Regions from separate parts of the Mus musculus genome. Here region 1 is linked to region 2. The links are chromatin contacts, called in public HiChIP or PLAC-seq maps. All regions are on one chromosome and are shown on one strand. The core of a region is the stretch at or near the end of the contact, and the rest is flanking DNA. Distances in the headings are between cores, read along the strand shown.

The links. HiChIP or PLAC-seq counts read pairs in DNA pulled down with a chosen protein or histone mark.
Region 1: an H3K27ac HiChIP or PLAC-seq map of embryonic stem cells shows a contact between it and region 2, with 13 read pairs. The contact joins two enhancer-like sites. A contact is called at or near these places in 1 of 15 datasets of contacts at CTCF or cohesin (CD8 T cells), 3 of 484 Hi-C or Micro-C datasets (the AML12 cell line, cumulus cells and group 2 innate lymphoid cells), 4 of 115 datasets of contacts at active chromatin or transcription factors (embryonic stem cells and regulatory T cells) and 1 of 9 other capture datasets (embryonic stem cells).

What each region holds. Positions count from the first base shown.
Region 1 is chr3:129,648,478-129,654,071 of GRCm38.p6, reverse strand. No RefSeq gene overlaps it. Among named protein-coding and RNA genes, the nearest start is that of 6330410L21Rik, 100 kb to the left of the region's middle. Within about 2 kb of position 3,626, at least 56 of the 459 cell types and tissues checked have an H3K27ac peak or open chromatin away from gene starts, as enhancers often do. A contact at or near this core is called in embryonic stem cells, where this site is marked.
Region 2 is chr3:129,508,085-129,513,197 of GRCm38.p6, reverse strand. No RefSeq gene overlaps it. Among named protein-coding and RNA genes, the nearest start is that of Elovl6, 22 kb to the left of the region's middle. Within about 2 kb of position 3,302, at least 20 of the 459 cell types and tissues checked have an H3K27ac peak or open chromatin away from gene starts, as enhancers often do. A contact at or near this core is called in embryonic stem cells, where this site is marked.

The DNA of each region.
Region 1 (5,594 bases), core at 2,377-4,876, 140 kb before region 2:
CTTGCTGCAAACTGCAAGAGGATTTTTATTCAAGAGCGCTCTCGGGCCCACGGTCATACACCACGCAGGGGTAGAGGACCGTGGCACCCCGAGTAGCTGGATAAGGGGGTATTTAAAGGAAGAAACCACAACTCAAGGAGGTGGGAAAAGCGTTGTTGGAAAATACCAAAAATACCAGTTAAGAGTCACAAGGAAGTGCAAAGTCACATTGTTCAGGTTATCTCTTAAGACAGTTTCTAAGAGCCCCTAACAATAGCACCTTTGCATAGCGGGTTCCAGCAATGGTCAGGGTGGGTCAGGGTGACTTTCTTTGAATGAATACTCCTTGAACCCAGGAAGTGGGTGGGTGGAGGGATGTCGCTATCTGTTTTATGATTAGCATACCTTGGAGCACTGAGTCACAAAGGCCACATTCCCAAACCTGGGCCTAAAGGCCTAGAATTGTTTTTACTACTCTTTCAGTACATAGGTGTGACAACATTTGTGGAAGTGTCCTATGAATCCATTGAGAAATGCTTATATACCAAGAAGGTCTTTTTTCAGAATTCCCTATTTCTATTCACTTCCTGCACGTGTGCATGTGTATGTGGTGTGTGTGTACATGTACGTGTATATATGTAATGTGTGTGGTAACCAGAGGTCATTTATGTGTCTTCTTCTATTGTTCTCCACCCTGTTTTCCCAAACAAGGTCTAACTGGGTGCTTGGGATTTGAACTAAGTCCTCAGGTTTCCATAGTAAGCACTTTGCCAAACACCCAGCTCTCCAGGTTTGATCAGGCTTATTTTTAAACAAATCGACATCGATATTTCAGGAACTCAAACCACTGTTGTTCGGTATAGTCATTGAGCTTTGAGATTAAGTTGGATTTTGTATGTTAAAAGGGAAAACTTATTAGAGCAATAATGTCAGATACGCTTACTGCAAAGTAAGAAAGACAAAGCAAAGCCAAAATAAAAATGACCCATGAATCAGAAAGCTTCCAGAAGCAGATCAGGCTCTGAAAAACTTCTCAGAAATACCATCCACTGCCAGTATTCACAGAAAGCACAAGTTACGCCCAGAGACAGTATAATTGCTGCAGGCTACGTGGGTATTGAGCCTCGTGTTATTCACTAAAGCTCTGCTGCCGACTTTGCTCTCTTGGTCTCTTGGGTCCAGAACACACACCTTGTCCAAGTCATTGGCCTCTTAACACGTCACACTTAACATATGTAAACCAGGAGGGAATTTTTCTCAGTCGTCACTGGTACTTTTGAGGTGGCCTCAGTTAGGGTTTTGTTGCTGTGAAGGGACATCATGACTATGGCAGCTCTTATGGTCCCTTACTGTCAGGGCAGGAAGCATGGCAGACATGGTGCTGAAGGAGCCAAGAGTTCCACAGGCAGTAAAGGACACCATGTGCCACATTGGCTTAGTTTGAGCACAGGAGACTTCAAAGCCCGCCACCACAGGGACACACTTCCTCCAACAAGGCCACACCTCCTCACAGTGCCACTCCCTGCGGGCCAAGCTGTCAAACACTAGTGTCTATGGGGCCATGCCTATTCAAACCACCACAGAGGTCATGCTTTATTTATAACTTTCTAGTCATATGAAACCAAAGCAGAAGGTAGTGCTACTAAAGGCATAATAGCTAGATGGGGATTGTTTTGCATTGTGTAGTTAGCCTACTGGTTTTGGGGCTTGTGTCCATCACTTCCAGGCTATGTGACTTTGGCAAATTGCTTTCTGCTGCTTCAGTCTCTTTATGAAGTTGCTTGCAATATCACCTTTGTATGGAGTTCTGAGGGGCACTGAGTGGAAATATGTGAACAGCCCATCCCATCTAAGGGCTGGGTTACTATTGTTGTTGCAGGCTCACCAATACGCACCAACATAGCACCCAAGGTATGGGGCAGGAGACTAAATCTCCCGTAAAGCAGAGACTGGCAGATTTTGGATGAGGCTCATTGTGTTAGGATTCACTCACTCCCCACTCCTGAAGCACGGTGAGTTGGGTGGGTTGCTTTTCTTTTTGACTTGAGCACGACCCAACTCTCACTGAGGGCTGACACTGTTTCTTGGCTCTGCGGCCGAGCTTGGCCAGTTCACATTCGCCATCCTTCTGTTCATGTGGATAGGTTTGGCGATGGGCATCCGATCTCAGCCAGAATGCTAATGCTGAATCCTGGGATTTCTGCTGGTGCTACTGAGAAGCAGTGGCTCTTCTCTGCTGCAGAGGCTAAGCTGATAAGGCAGAATGATTCTGCTTCCATCCTCCTGAGAGAGCCTGCCTGAGATTTAATCCCACAGAGAATTGCAAAGTTGGAGATAGAGAGGGAAAAGACCTCAACTGACCTCATTTGCTGGCTGGTCTGGCTGTATTGATCCAAATTTCTTGGTTCTGGACACATATTTACCTGTTCCCCAATCTCCCTTAAACAAGTGTAAGTTTGCTAGCTGTCATTTATAGCTGCCACTCCTGATAAGTACTTTTTTGTTTTTTGGTTGTTTTTTGTTTTTTTTTTTTCTGAGACAGGGTTCCTCTGTATAGCCCTGGCTGTCCTGGAACTCACTTTGTAGATCAGGCTGTTCTCAAACTCAGAAATCCACTTGCCTCTGCCTCCCAAGTGCTGGAATTAAAGGCGTGCGCCACCACTGCCCGGCCTGATAAGTACTTTAATCTTACATAAATTCAAGTCATTCCAGAAGAAGGAACCTCAATTGAAGAGTTGTTCTGTCAGCCAGCCTGTGGGAATGTCTGTGGAACATTTTCTTAATGTTGGAGGGTTCTGCCTACTGTGGTTAGTACTGTGTGTGTATTCATGTCTCTGTGTCTGTCTGTTCTCCAAGCAGTTCTCTTTTTATCCTAAAAAAGTTCTCTGGATGGCTCATCTCCTGCAGAGCACAGGTCTAGTCTTTTATTTTACATACCGTTCAGTTTGTTACCATTCAGAGGAAACTCCAGGTTTCCTTTTGATTATCCTGTGAATCAGCATCCCCCTGGGGCCCCAACCCTTTGATTCCTAAGAGACAATGTATGCAAGACAATGTATGCAAGAGAATGTAATCCTAAGAGAAATGTAATCCTAAGAGAAATGTAATCCTAAGAGAAATGTATACAAGCAAGCATACATTTTTTTCCCTTAACTTTGCAAAAGAATTCAGAGAATGTCTTCTTCCTGGCCTTGAAATTACCATTTCTACCACACCTGGGCCTAACCTCACTCTCTCTTAGGCTGACCTTGAACTCAGGAATCTGCCAGCCCTGGTATCTTTCTGACAAACTGGCTGATAGTGTAGCTACCTTTGTTCCTTTGGGTGCCTCAGACTCATATTGCATCCTTATATTTTGTGTAGTTGAGAAATTACATATATATTTGAACTCATGAGTTTATAGCTCTTTCCCATAGCCTTAGGGGCTGTCCTGAAGGTCCCAACATTTGCCTTTTTTTTTTTTTTTTGGAGACATTAGCCACACCTGGATTTGTGCTATTTCAGGTTATCATGGAGTCATTATCAGGGAGGGCATTTGAAATATGTACTTTATTTTACAAACAAGCCTTATGCTCACAGCAGCCATTGACATTCCTGGAGGCTCACAGCAGGGCCCTGTCCCAGGGGCAGGATCTATGTCACTCTGTCCCCACTAGGGCCAGGCTGGGCTGGGCCAGGGGTGTCACAGGTTTCTGTGAATGCTTATCTCTGCTGAAACTTTTATAGGTGGTTTTTATTGGCTATAGTAGACATTGCCAGAACCAGATGTTTAAATAGTTCAACAGAGAGGAAGATGGCTTTGGAGAGAGACAATGCCAGGGAGGGTTATTGAGAGGCCTTATGGGAAATGGATCCCATGCTGGGCTGGGCTGTGGGGGTGATTAAAGCAGGACTGTTTCCCAGCTGTTGCCCTGGTACTGCAAACACAGATGCGGTCATCATTGGCTTAGTTTCAGCTCAGCCAGATGATTACAAGGCTCCCCTCCTCCCCCCCTTTTTTTTGGCAAGTAGACTGGAGAGCTCAGAGATCCGCTGCCATCCCTTTCCTGTGCCCTCTTAATTGTTGCCACTGAGAAATCCTGAGCCTCTGCCTCCAGGTCTCAGTCCTGTTTGATATGGCCTTTCATGAAGGTCCTATATCATACCTTTGCGGGGACAAAGATTCCCGTAAGCATCATAGAGTCGTCTGACTTCAGTCGTGTGGGCCACCTGGAAAAGGTGCCTTACGGTCATCTGGCTGTGCTAGAACTAAGCCCAAGATTACCACATCTATATTTAGTGACTTCCTAATCACAGAATCAATAAGTATGCCTTCCCTTTGCAAAGCTGGATAATCCCACTTATTCCTGTGAACATCTCACGTGCCTCTAAGAGCAATTACTCCTAATGAGCAAGTTGACTGTGCATACTTTTGATGGATGAGCAGAGGGCTTCTAGAAGGTGTGGCTGGGGTTAATCACTGGGGGGTTAAAGCTGTTTCCTTAAGCACTGCTAAGCAGGGACCCAAGGGCTCGTTCTTGGTAGCAATCATTCTAACTCTACTTAGGTAGATACCCTGAAACCCAATCTATTAGGAAAGCAACAGAATGCTGCTAAGGAATGGGTAGTGTCTCAGTCAGGTTTGGGGATGGAGCCAAGAGTGAGAGAAAGAGAGTGACAGAGACTGGGAGGATCAGGTTATACTAGTGTTTATTCATAAACAACAATAAAACAAATAGAAAGCGAAGTGGGATCGCATTCATTCACACTCACTTCATTCACCCCCGGTCTGGCCTGACTCCCATGGCTGGGCAGGCAAGACCAGCAACATTTCCTGCTCTGCTTTGGGTCCCCACTGGAGCTTTCTTATGCTACCGTTTCTTTTCTCTACTGCCATAGTGCGTGTGTTAAACTGTCCTCACTCTTAAGCACTGGCTCTCAACCGTCCTGATGCCACAACACTTTAATACATTTTCTCATGCTGTGCTGACCCCAAAAGTATTTCATTGCCACTTCATAGCTGTGATTTTGCTACTGTTATGTATCATAATGTCAGATATTCTGGCATGCAGGATTTCTGGTATGTTATCCCCGCAGGGGTCATAACCCACAGGTTGAGAACTGTTGACCTTAAAGCTTCACTTCTTTAACTCCCAACCTCCATTTCTCTCTTGCTTGTAGCCTCTAGACCTGTGCGCTCTAAATTAAGTAAAGAAATCTAAAAATCCAAAGCCGTGTCCACTTATGTTACAGAGGCGGTACAAAGGGCTGCTATAAGAGTATCTCCTTGCATCTGGGAGACAGTCACTACACTGTGCTGGTTAGAACTGCTAAGATGAGTCACTACGTGAGGTACTGGAGTTAACCCTGTTAGGGTTGGCAAAGACTGCTCTGAAGACATGAAGTGAAGGCTGAGAGCAGCAGCGGGGGTGGGGGTGTGGGGATGGGTGGGGGAGGGTTAGGAAGCCTGGAGATGTGAAGGCCTGGTGGGGTAGAGTGAAGGCAGAGTGGGGTATAGGAGGGAGAATGGAGGCAGGGCAGCTGCCTCCTTGGAAGAATAGAAGGAATGCTGTGCTGAATTGGAGACCGGGCTGAGTGTCACTGGACGCAGCACTTTCTCCCCCCAAGCATCTCCC
Region 2 (5,113 bases), core at 2,053-4,552:
GCCATAGAATTTAATTTGTCATTTCAAAATGCCTATTTTTACCTTCATCTGTTTGCGGTTAGATTAATTTGTATTTTCTCCACTTTGAACATGGAGACCTTAGAGCATAGAAGCTAGGACATGGTCACAGTTAAAGCAAAGGACAAGTTGAACCACTGGCGGGGTGGGGGGGGGGTGGGGGGGGAGAAGAAGGGTGAGATTGGGGAAGGCAGAGCAAATGGAGAGACAGGCAAAGACAGTCTCTTTGGGTCCCAGGCCAATTCCCTGTCAACACCCAGGGTAATGCAAGCTTTGGCTGCTGCCTCTTGCTCTACCAATCCTACCTTCTCCAACAATGTCCTGATAGCATGTCTCTGGCCACCCATACATGAGTGACAGTTGAGCTGTACGTAGGTACAGGTAGGGAGAAGGAATCTTAGGAGGGACAATTGAAGTTTTGTCTTTCCAGTTTGAAAAGACGGGAAAGGGAGGAAATAGATGATAGACAGAAGATAGATAGCTGGCTGGCTGGGTAGGTAGATAGGCGGACAGACGGATGGGTGGGCAGACAGACGGAAGACAAAAAAAGGCCAGAAATAAAAACAACTATTCCCATACTGAGCACTTGGAGTCTAGCCCCAGCTACTTGCCATGTATTGTAGAAGCATCCAGAACCTATCTCCTAATAACCAATATCCCAAATGATCAATCTCAAGAAAGAAACGTGCCTGGAACCAACTTAGGTCTCCAATGAGAGGAACAGATTCAAACAAGCAAACAAAAAATCCCATGGATTTTTGTACACCACGATATTGCTTTTTGCCACAAGTAAGACTGAATCTAAGTCATTTTCAGGAAAAGAGATGCCACACTTGAGATCTTACTCAGCAAATTATGCAAGTGTGTGAGAGGGAAATATTGGATGTTTTCTCTTCTTTGTTTTTTCCAGATTTTTTTGTTTTGTTTTGTTTTGTTTTGTGTTTTGTTTTGTTTTTTTTTTTTTGTTTTTCGAGACAGGGTTTCTCTGTGTAGCCCTGGCTGTCCTGGAACTCACTCTGTAGACCAGGCTGGCCTCGAACTCAGAGATCCGCCTGCCTCTGCCTCCCGAGTGCTGGGATTAAAGGCGGCGCCACCACTGCCCGGCTCCAGATTTTTATAAGTCCATAAGACTGTGCCTGTATATGTGACATGAAAGCAGAAATAAAACCAATGACAGCAGGGACCTAACAGGAACGGGGAGCATTGAAAAGCGACAGCCTGAGGATATGGGGATATGCTCTATAAACAATATGTACTTGCACGAAGACTAAAATAAACTCAATTTAAACAAAGAGGAAAGGAGAACTGGATCTGTAAGTTTCCTACTTAATATGACACGCTCACTCATTCATCCAGATATGGACCCACACGAAGGGCACGCAAAACCAAAAGCAACTTCCCTTACCTCTGTACAAACCCTCCCACACCCTCTCAAAAAGGGTTGTCTTCTCTTCCCGAGAGCCAGCCATACCTCTCTTTGTAGTATATTTTCTTCAATTAAAAAAAATGGTTTTTGCTCTTGCTCCCTTATTCTCTCACCCTGTTCTCTCTCTGCCCCTTAGCTCCCCCTTCCCCTCCCACTTCTCTCTCCATGTGTTCACAGCCGGCCTCTACTTCTCTACTCTTTCTCCTTCTCTTCTCTCTCTCTCTCTCTCTCTCTCTCTCTCTCTCTCTCTCTCTCTCTCTCCCTCTCTCTCTCTCTCTCCCTCTCTCTCTCTCTGCCTTTCTCTGTCTCTACTACCCCTTCAACTCCTCTCCCCATGCACTAAATAAACTCTATTTCATACTAAAAAAATAATTGTGTCTGTGCACGTTCCTGTCCACACATCTATGTGCACCCGTGGGTGTGAGGGTGTATGTGCCCATAGAGGCCAGAGGTTGACGCGGCTTATCTCCCTTCCTCATCCTCCACCTTCTTTATTTATTGTTATTTTTTGCATACACTGCTACTGAATGTCTAGCTCTCTCATTCAGCTAGACTGGCTTGCCAGAAAGCCGCAGGGACTGACTCTCTCTCTCTCTCTCTCTCTCTCTCTCTCTGTGTGTGTGTGTGTGTGTGTGTGTGTGTCTTCCAGGTGCATGTGTGGGGGTCATGTATAGGTGTGCATCTTCCAGGTGCATGTGCGGAGGGTCAGAGGAGTTTTTTTTGTTTTTGTTTTGTTTTATTTTGTTTTTCGAGACAGGGTTTCTCTGTGTAGCCCTGGCTGTCCTGGAACTCACTTTGTAGACCAGGCTGCCCTCGATCTCAGAAATCCTGAGACTCAGAGCCTGCCTCTGCCTCCCAAGTGCTGGGATTAAAGGAGTGCGCCACCACCGCCCGGGAAAATGTGTACCCCAGGCTGGCCTCGAACTTGTGACCCTCCTGCCTCTGCCTCCTTCAGCAAATCCTACCGGCGCGTGCCACCACAACTGGCATCAGAGGAGATCTTATGGGAATCAGTTCTTCCTTTTCCCCATGTGAGTCCCAGAGACTGAACTTAAGTATCAGACATGGCAGCAGGCACTCTGCATCAGCAAAACCCTAGCACTAGCCATAAATTTTCTGTAATAAATCTCCCCATATCTGTTTTGCTCTCTTAAATACTTTTTTTTTTTTTAACCTCTGCCCCTTTGGCTTGTCAGGATCACTTTTGGCATGACCTTTTGGCGACCCATATAGGAAACTCTCACTTTGCCTGGCTGGGTAAATCTTGTCTTTGGTCCTCATGGTTGGTTGGCTGATAAGCCTCTGAGGGCTTTGGCTAGGTCCTTGCTTCTCCAGCAAGACTTTAAGTCCTTCTGGCTGTGACTGTGGATTTCAGTTCACTTGTAAAGGCAAACACCCAGGAGATCTTTCCAGGCACTTGTGAAAGCCTAACTTCTTGTTTGTCACTGAAAGATTCTGGGCAAGGCTACTCTTTCTCAGGTCCTATAAACTGTGGGAAAAGGAGGGAGGTCTATTTCCTGTACTCTTTAAGGGGAAGGGGCCACTTTGGTGTTTCAGGAGCCCACTCTCGTGACAGGTGGTGTGCATAGCAGAGACAGCTCGAGAAGATCAATCAGCGCGTGTTGCTAGGACCCTCTTCCCTTCCCCATCTCTCTTCTCCACCAGCAACCTCCTCCTTCACACTGCGCTAGGGTCCGAGGAGTGTAGCGTGTGAATGATGGTGTGTGTATCCGCCATTCCACACTCGTCCCAGCCAGGTTTTTGCTCTCTCCAAGGCAGCGAGCCTCCCGTTCTTTCCTTGTGACTGATGAGTGGCCACATTTTGGTTTGGAAGCTTTCCACTTGAGGTTGGTCTGACTCAACTAACCGAACAGGTTTGGCTTCTGTGTGGAACCAGATGAAGCATGTTACACACAACCCAGTGTGAGGAGACCAAGTCTCCCCTTTCACCCATCCCCAACACTAGTGAGGCCTTTGCTCTCAACGGATGCCTTCTGGGTGAAGAACACATCTCTGGTAAGACCCGTGGGAAGAATATATTTTTATTTCATTTGACCCATCCCTACGGTGCAGCCACTCTAAATTTTATCCTCATGGTCTCACAAAGAAAACACTTCTTAGCCAGGCAGTGGTGGCGCATGCCTTTAATCCCAGCACTTGGGAGGAAGAGGCAGGCGGATTTCTGAGTTCGAGGCCAACCTGGTCTACAGAATGAGTTCCAGGACAGCTGGGGCTATACAGAGAAACCCTGTCTCGTAAAACAAACAAACAAACAAACAAACAAGAAAACACTTCCTTTTTTTAAAAAAATGTTTTTTAAAGATTTATTTATTTATTATATATAAGTACACTGTAGCTGTCTTCAGACACACCAGAAGAGGGCATCAGATCTCATTACAGATGGCTATGAGCCAACCATGTGGTTGCTGAGATTTGAACTCAGGACCTCTGGAAGAGCAGTCAGTGCTCTTAACCGCTGAGCCATCTCTCCAGCCCAAGAAAACACTTCTTTTCTTTCTTTCATTCTTCTTTTAGATTTATTTATTTTTATGTGCATTGGAGTTTGACCTGCACATATGTATGTCTGTGCTGAGGGTGCCGGATCCCCTGGATCACAGACTGTTGTGAGTTGCCACACTGGTGGTAGGAATTGAACCTGAGTCCTCTGGAAGAGCAGACAGTGCTCTTAACCTCTGAGCCTTTTTCCCAGCCCAGCACTTATTTTCCTTTGTAACAAAATGTGTTCCTTTTATCCTCTCCCTAATCTAGAGTGCTGGCTACTTCATGGCACAATAAACTCAGATTGCATCCCATAATTAAATACCTTGTGTTGTGATTTAGGTAAGGACTCTGAGATATTTTATACCCAAGCCTTTGTGTCTTCCTCTATTATCCTCAGCTGTAAGGGATGTTTGGGGGTGGGGTGGGGGGTGGGTACTGTGTTTGCCTCACTAGGTTCTCTTACCCTAACCAAATCTGCCCTAAACTCAACCCCAGATCCTATCTTTGAGGATCCCTCTTTTGTGCACATTCAAGCTCAACCTTGAACCCCTCCTCCACCATCCACCCCTCCTCCACCATCCACCCCTCCTCCACCAGCCACCCCTCCTCCACAGCCACCCCTCCTCCACAGCCACCCCTCCTCCACCATCCACCCCTCCTCCACCATCCACCCCTCCTTCACCATCCACCCCTCCTCCACCATCCACCCCTCCTCCACCATCCACCCCTCCTCCACAGCCACCCCTCCTCCACAGCCACCCCTCCTCCACCATTCACCCCTCCTCCACCATCCACCCCTCCTCCACCAGCCACCCCTCCTCCACAGCCACCCCTCTTCCACCATCCACCCCTCCTCCACCATCCACCCCTCCTCCACCATCCACCCCTCCTCCACCATCCACCCCTCCTCCACCATCCACCCCTCCTCCACAGCCACCTCTCCTCCACCATCCGCCCCTCCTCCACCATCCACCCCTCCTCCACCATCCACCCCTCCTCCACAGCCACCCCTCCTCCACCATCCACCCCTCCTCCACCATCCACCCCTCCTCCACTATCCACCCCTCCTCCACCATCCACCCCTCCTCCACCATCCATTCCTCCTCCACCATCCGCCCCCCCTCCACCATCCACCCCTCCTCCACAGCTACCCCTCCTCCACCATCC